Linked DNA regions of Gasterosteus aculeatus: region 2 is linked to region 1. The links are chromatin contacts, called in public Hi-C maps. All regions are on one chromosome and are shown on one strand. The core of a region is the stretch at or near the end of the contact, and the rest is flanking DNA. Distances in the headings are between cores, read along the strand shown.

Evidence for each region. A called contact is a pair of places that touch in the nucleus more often than the background predicts.
Region 2: a contact with region 1 is called in a Hi-C map of liver, with 4 times the contacts expected there. The contact joins the promoter of trmt11 here to the promoter of mdh2 in region 1. A contact is called at or near these places in 5 of 6 Hi-C or Micro-C datasets (liver, skeletal muscle, tail fin and 1 more).

The regions. Positions count from the first base shown.
Region 1 is chr20:14,538,352-14,541,122 of fGasAcu3.hap1.1, reverse strand. mdh2 (malate dehydrogenase 2, NAD (mitochondrial)) reads right to left here and starts at 1,381. Exons shown (of 1, transcript XM_040164527.2): 1 at 1-1,381. The coding sequence starts at 1,381. The coding sequence ends at 368. It overlaps LOC120810184 (E3 ubiquitin-protein ligase rnf146), which reads left to right and starts at 1,560. Exons shown (of 3, transcript XM_040164526.2): 1 at 1,560-1,699; 2 at 2,350-2,401; 3 at 2,556-2,771. The coding sequence starts at 2,568.
Region 2 is chr20:14,668,301-14,671,071 of fGasAcu3.hap1.1, reverse strand. trmt11 (tRNA methyltransferase 11) reads left to right here and starts at 1,382. Exons shown (of 13, transcript XM_040166060.2): 1 at 1,382-1,829; 2 at 2,514-2,579; 3 at 2,708-2,771. The coding sequence starts at 1,752. LOC120810995 (actin-binding Rho-activating protein) reads right to left here and starts at 1,252. Exons shown (of 2, transcript XM_040166064.2): 1 at 1,134-1,252; 2 at 1-714. The coding sequence starts at 712. The coding sequence ends at 176.

The sequences.
Region 1 (2,771 bases), core at 132-2,631:
TTGCTCATCATTAACATCTGATAGCATCAACAGGCATGGTAATAGTATTTCCTCCTCAGTCATTAAGCAGAGAAATCCCGTTAATACAGACTTTACATGAAAATATATGAAATTCTGTCCAACTTTGACATTCGCAAAAAATATATCTAAGTCACAGTACAGTAATTATAGTGCAAGATAAAGCAATGTTTGAAAACATATTGGGGATGATACTTTAGGACCTTGGTTAAAACCAGGATTTCTTCATCAAAATGACCCCAATGGTTAAACAAAAGGGGAAATCCTGACAGATGCTGTTAAAGTTGAGACAAAACAAACTACCATTCACAAAAGCTTTTCTTTCTCAACCGACTTAACGCCTCCCCGTTCACTTCATATTAGCCACGAAATCCTCTCCCTTCTTGATGGAAGACTTCAGCTCGGTAATGCAATCGGCCACCAGCTTCTCCTCGAAAGCAGTCAGCTTGCCCAATCCCAGGTTCTTCTCGATGCCGTTCTTCCCCAGGAGAAGAGGGGTGGAGAAGTACTTGCACTCCGTCTCCTCTGATCGGACATACCCGCATTCCACCACACCCTCCTTTCCGTTTATGGCGTCCAGGACGGAGAAGGTGAACCGGGCCCCAGCGTAGGCCATGGAGAGGGTAGCGGATCCAGCGCCGGCCTTGGCCTTAACCACCTCGGTGCCGGCCTCCTGGATCCTGCCTGTCAGGGCAGCCAACTGGTCAGCGGGGAACTCCACTTTCGGTGTGCACTGGGAAATCAGGGGAATGATGGTCTTCCCGGCATGACCTCCAATGACCGGCACATTGACGCGAGCCGGGTCGAGACCTTTGAGCTCGGCCACGAAGGCGTTCGCTCTGACAATGTCCAGGGTGGTGACACCAAAAACTTTGTTGGGGTTGTAAACGCCATACTTCTTCATGACCTCTGATGTGATGGGTATGGTGGAATTGACCGGGTTGGCGATGACGCAGATCATTGCCTCGGGGCAGTTGCGGGCGCAGGCGTCGGCCAAGGTGGCAACGATCGTGGCGTTGGTGTTGAAGAGATCGTCGCGGGTCATGCCGGGTTTTCTGGGCACGCCGGCCGGGATGACCACCACGTCGCAGCCCTGCAGAGCAGCGTCCAGCTGACCCGGACCCATGTGGCCGGTCACCTGGGCCCTGGTCTCGATGTGGCTGAGGTCAGCGGCCACGCCGGGGGTGTGGGCGATATCGTACAGAGACAGTTGACTCACCAAGGGGCTGTTCTTGAGGAGCAGGGAGAGCGGCTGGCCTATGCCGCCCGACGCGCCGAGCACCGCCACCTTGGCGTTGTTCTGCGAAGAGGTGGAGAGGCTTCGCGCCAGGCTCACGGTGGGTCTCACGGCACGGACAAACATTTCGTCGTTGTTGCTTCTTTTCTTAGTTAAGTGGGAAATAAAGACGCTTGCTGAGCCGCTCTCCTCTGTGACACCAACGTCCTCTAGTCACCAGCCAACAGGAAGTGGTGCTCACGGGCATGCGCGGAATATAAGCGTCGCGCGTTTGACGTCGAGCTGCGTCATCGCGTATTCTCACGTCGTGGTCTTTATGTCAGCTCCGTTTTCGGAGGAAAACAAAGCCCGTTAAACGTTGGAGGTCGGCCAGCTAGCGCTTGGAATCAGTGGCGTTACACGAATCGTATCTTCGCAAAAGAAACACCACAGCAACGTTTGACGGTACGGTACGCACGCATCGTCTCTGTCGTGACAAAATAATTGCTGTTTTTGACGCCCTCATAAAATAACGTTAAGCTAGCACCGTCAGTTGAACTCCGTCTATTTGCTGGAGTCAGAATGCTGCTATCAGCCCAACCAGCGTTAGCCACAACAGGTCGTGTTGTTATGGTCCCTTTGCCAGAAAGTACCTGTGTTCGGTTTGACTTGTGACGTTAACAACAATCTTCTTTCCCTTTCGTTGCTGCTTTTGGCTCTTACTTTAGCTAAACTAGTTAGCTTGTAGCTTGTTACCAGTGTCTCTATTAACGTTAGATGGTTCGCAGTGGGTTTTACTCGACTGTCGTGTTCATAACAGCGGTGTCTTAATCATGGTGTTTGCCCCAATATAATGACAACACGCTGACACTTATTTTCTCCAGACTGTTCTCAGTGCAACCCTTTTTGTTCCACAGACTCCAGTAATTTAGCAAGCGCTAGCTTAAGTGAGTTGACGTTAATGCTTATTAGTAGCTAATGCTAATGGCTGTCAGCGTATGGTTAAAAGTCCACCTTATTTTATCATATAAGATGTCCGTTGTCAAATGAGGTTTGACGTTGACACTGTAAAGCCTGAAAAACGAATAACGCTACGTTTTGTTTTGCTTCCCCAGCTTAAGGATCCATCAACTCTCCTCATGCTACATCAGTGTTGAGGCACTTCCGGTAGGTAACAATTATCAGCCTTGTTTACATAGATGATAGTCTAATTGTTTGCTATTTAGTGACCGTGACAGTTAAATGTGATCTTGACACCCGCATTAAAATAGTGGATATATCTAACTACAGTTTATAATATGCATTTCCCCCCGTTCCTCAGTACTTCCTCAGGATGGCTAGCTGTGGAGAGGTAGACCACTCTGTCAGTTCGCTTCCATCCAGTAAGAAAGGCAATAACGGTGGAAGTGGGAACAGTGCCGAATCGTCATGCTCAGGCTCCAGTAACCCGTCCCCAGCCCTGTCTGTGCCGGAGTGTGCCATCTGTCTGCAGAGCTGCGTCCACCCAGTCCAACTACCGTGCCATCACGTCTTCTGT
Region 2 (2,771 bases), core at 133-2,632, 130 kb before region 1:
CTCCTCCATGTATTTGTACTTTTTTTGATTAGTAATTCAGTTGATGCTGTTTTAAGAAGACAAGTGCCTCGTGTAACTAAGTGCAATAATAAGTGCAGTCCTCCTGCTGTCCTAATACCACAGTGTTTGCTGCATTGAAGTAACATGGATTAAAAACCTTAACCCATGTTTCTGATCACTGCCACAGAGTGATAACAGTATGGTCGTCCCTCCCCTGCCACAACATCTCCCCCTCAAAGTCAACCAGCCCCTGCTTCCTCGCTCTTAAAAGAATCCCCACTAGTTTATTAGAGATCGTCACATAATGCTCAAACAGTTCCCCGAATTCCACAGTGACGACTCTCCCATCGCTGCTGCTTCCATCTCCTTCTCTGTCCCCGGGCTGTCCGATGTTTCTCATCACATCACACAGCTCCTCAAGCTCTCTGCTGATGTGTGTGTGAGCATCCTTCCCCCGCTGCGCTGTCACGGACCCCTGCAGTGGTCTCCCGTAGTCGCCGTGCCCTCTCTGAGGGACCGTTACACTGGGTCTGATGTCCTGACTGAAGGGGTTGTGCTTCTGGTACTCCTGGTGTTCATCGCACCACTTCTGCCAGTTTTCCTTCAGGCCTTTCACAGAAACCATGCACGCTGCTGTGTCATTGCTAAACTTAGCAGGATCTGTAATGTCTTCTTCAGTTTCCATGATGTCACTCTGGCTGTTTGTCCCCATCACTGTTTAAATTGAGGACATCATAGGAATGCAATGTTTTTCTCACTGAATAATTTCCCTTTACTGTTGTATTGCTTCATTTTGAATAATCTTAACAATAACTAACTAAAATGGTCTCTGAATATCAAGCTACATTTTATATTTCATCTAAACATAGTTGTCCTGTCCTGCATGTGCACTTTTTTCTGATTTAGCTGTAGAGCTCTGTACATATCTCATAAACATATCTATTGTAACTGATGACTGACTGTTTTAGCCCACAATTTGAAACACTTATTAAGTTTAAAATTCATTAAAAAAATGAAAATTTTGTTTAACTATATTAGTAAATCTGAGCTTGGTGAAGGGAATACACCGCTTAAAGTAACCAGCATAACCCTACGACATTTGTAATAAACAATTATTAAACATGATGACTTACATGCAGAAAACTGAGTCGATCTTTACTTCATCTGCATGAACGTGCCATAGTGACAATAGCAAGTTAACACTTACTATGCAGAACTACTTGACAATACAGTCCTGTAGCACTGCTGACGGTAGCAAAAGGGCGGATGGTTTTGTATCCAAACGCGAAACCGTTGTGATGGACATCTCCTTCGGCCAATGGCCTGTTGAAAGAGATCTGAGCAGCCAGTCAGCGGTCAGAGGGGGAGGATCCACCAAGGTGCCGCTGAAGTAAAGAAGATTACGGCCGAGGATTTTTAGAGGACGTAATCTTTGCGTGAAAGAGCGAAGTAGCGAGTTTTAGAGGAAAAAAATAGGTGACAAACGAACAATATAGGTTAAAACAAACGAACAATATAGGTAGTTATATTTGGACGAGGTCACAAAATAAATAAAAATCTAAAATGATCACCATTTAGTGGAAATACGGGTGCTTGCGTGTATCAAAATGCGCAAAATTAAAAAAATTAAGAAAAGGTATTGCGTGAAGGTGAATTATAATATTTATTTTCATTTATGGTAATTTGCTACACGAGCGGAATGACTTCACAGCCCAGTTTCACACCGGACGTATTTTGAATCCGCAACAAATATGGCGACCTCCGTCAATCGATCATGCCTCACGTATCTCTTGCATCTTGCCCAAGATAATCTGGATTTCAGATTGCCGGTAACCTTCACGAACCATCAGTTTCTATCTGGCTTTCTCTGTGAATATTTTGGCTGAATTTGTGTAATTTCCTAGAGGAGAAGCCTCCTTCCTCGCGCGGCGCGCTGTGTTAGCTGCTTGCTAATTCAAACTGCCAAACCGGAGCGGATTGATTGAGGCTTTGGTTTCACGTGTGAATTAACCAAAAGTTTAATCACATATTAACAATAACACATTGATAGCTAACTTCTCCTTCTGTACCCCCCTCTGGGAACTCTGCGTTTCGTATCATGAATGTATTCATCCGCAGATGTAACCACGTGATTGGGACTCGTTTGCACATGTTGACCTATGGACATACACTATAAATGCGTTATAGACTGTTTCGACGAATTTGGATTGCTAGGCAACGGTCTGTGTCCATGTTTACATCCCGTCAGCTGATTGCATTCACAACAGGAAATACACTCGGACACGTGGCATGCTTACGTTCACAGATATGAAATGGCCTATGTATATATATATGCCTATAAAGAATTAGATGTGCACTGTACTGTGATCCTGTAGCATCTTAATTATCTCACTGGGATCCACACTGATTTAAAAAATGGAGATGACACGAGGAGCACTGCTCAGTCTGTGAAAAAAATACCATGATTATGTATGTGAGTATTTTATTTTTTATATATGTGCTCATTCTCACAGGAGATTAAGGCCTTGCTCGCTCTCAGAGGGAAATCATTCCATCCGAGTGGAGACTTCCAAGAAAAGGTTTGCAAGTCAAATGCACATATTTAAAAACTTTTTGTATTTTTTTCCCCAAATGAATACAATTTTATAATCATTGTTTGCCTCATCGGAAGGTTTCTGTCAGCCAGTGACCTGCCTCTTGTCTCTAGACTCCTTTCTGGTGCCTGGATGGTTTGGCTGAGGAGGATGTCCGCGGAGTCATGGCCAGATCTG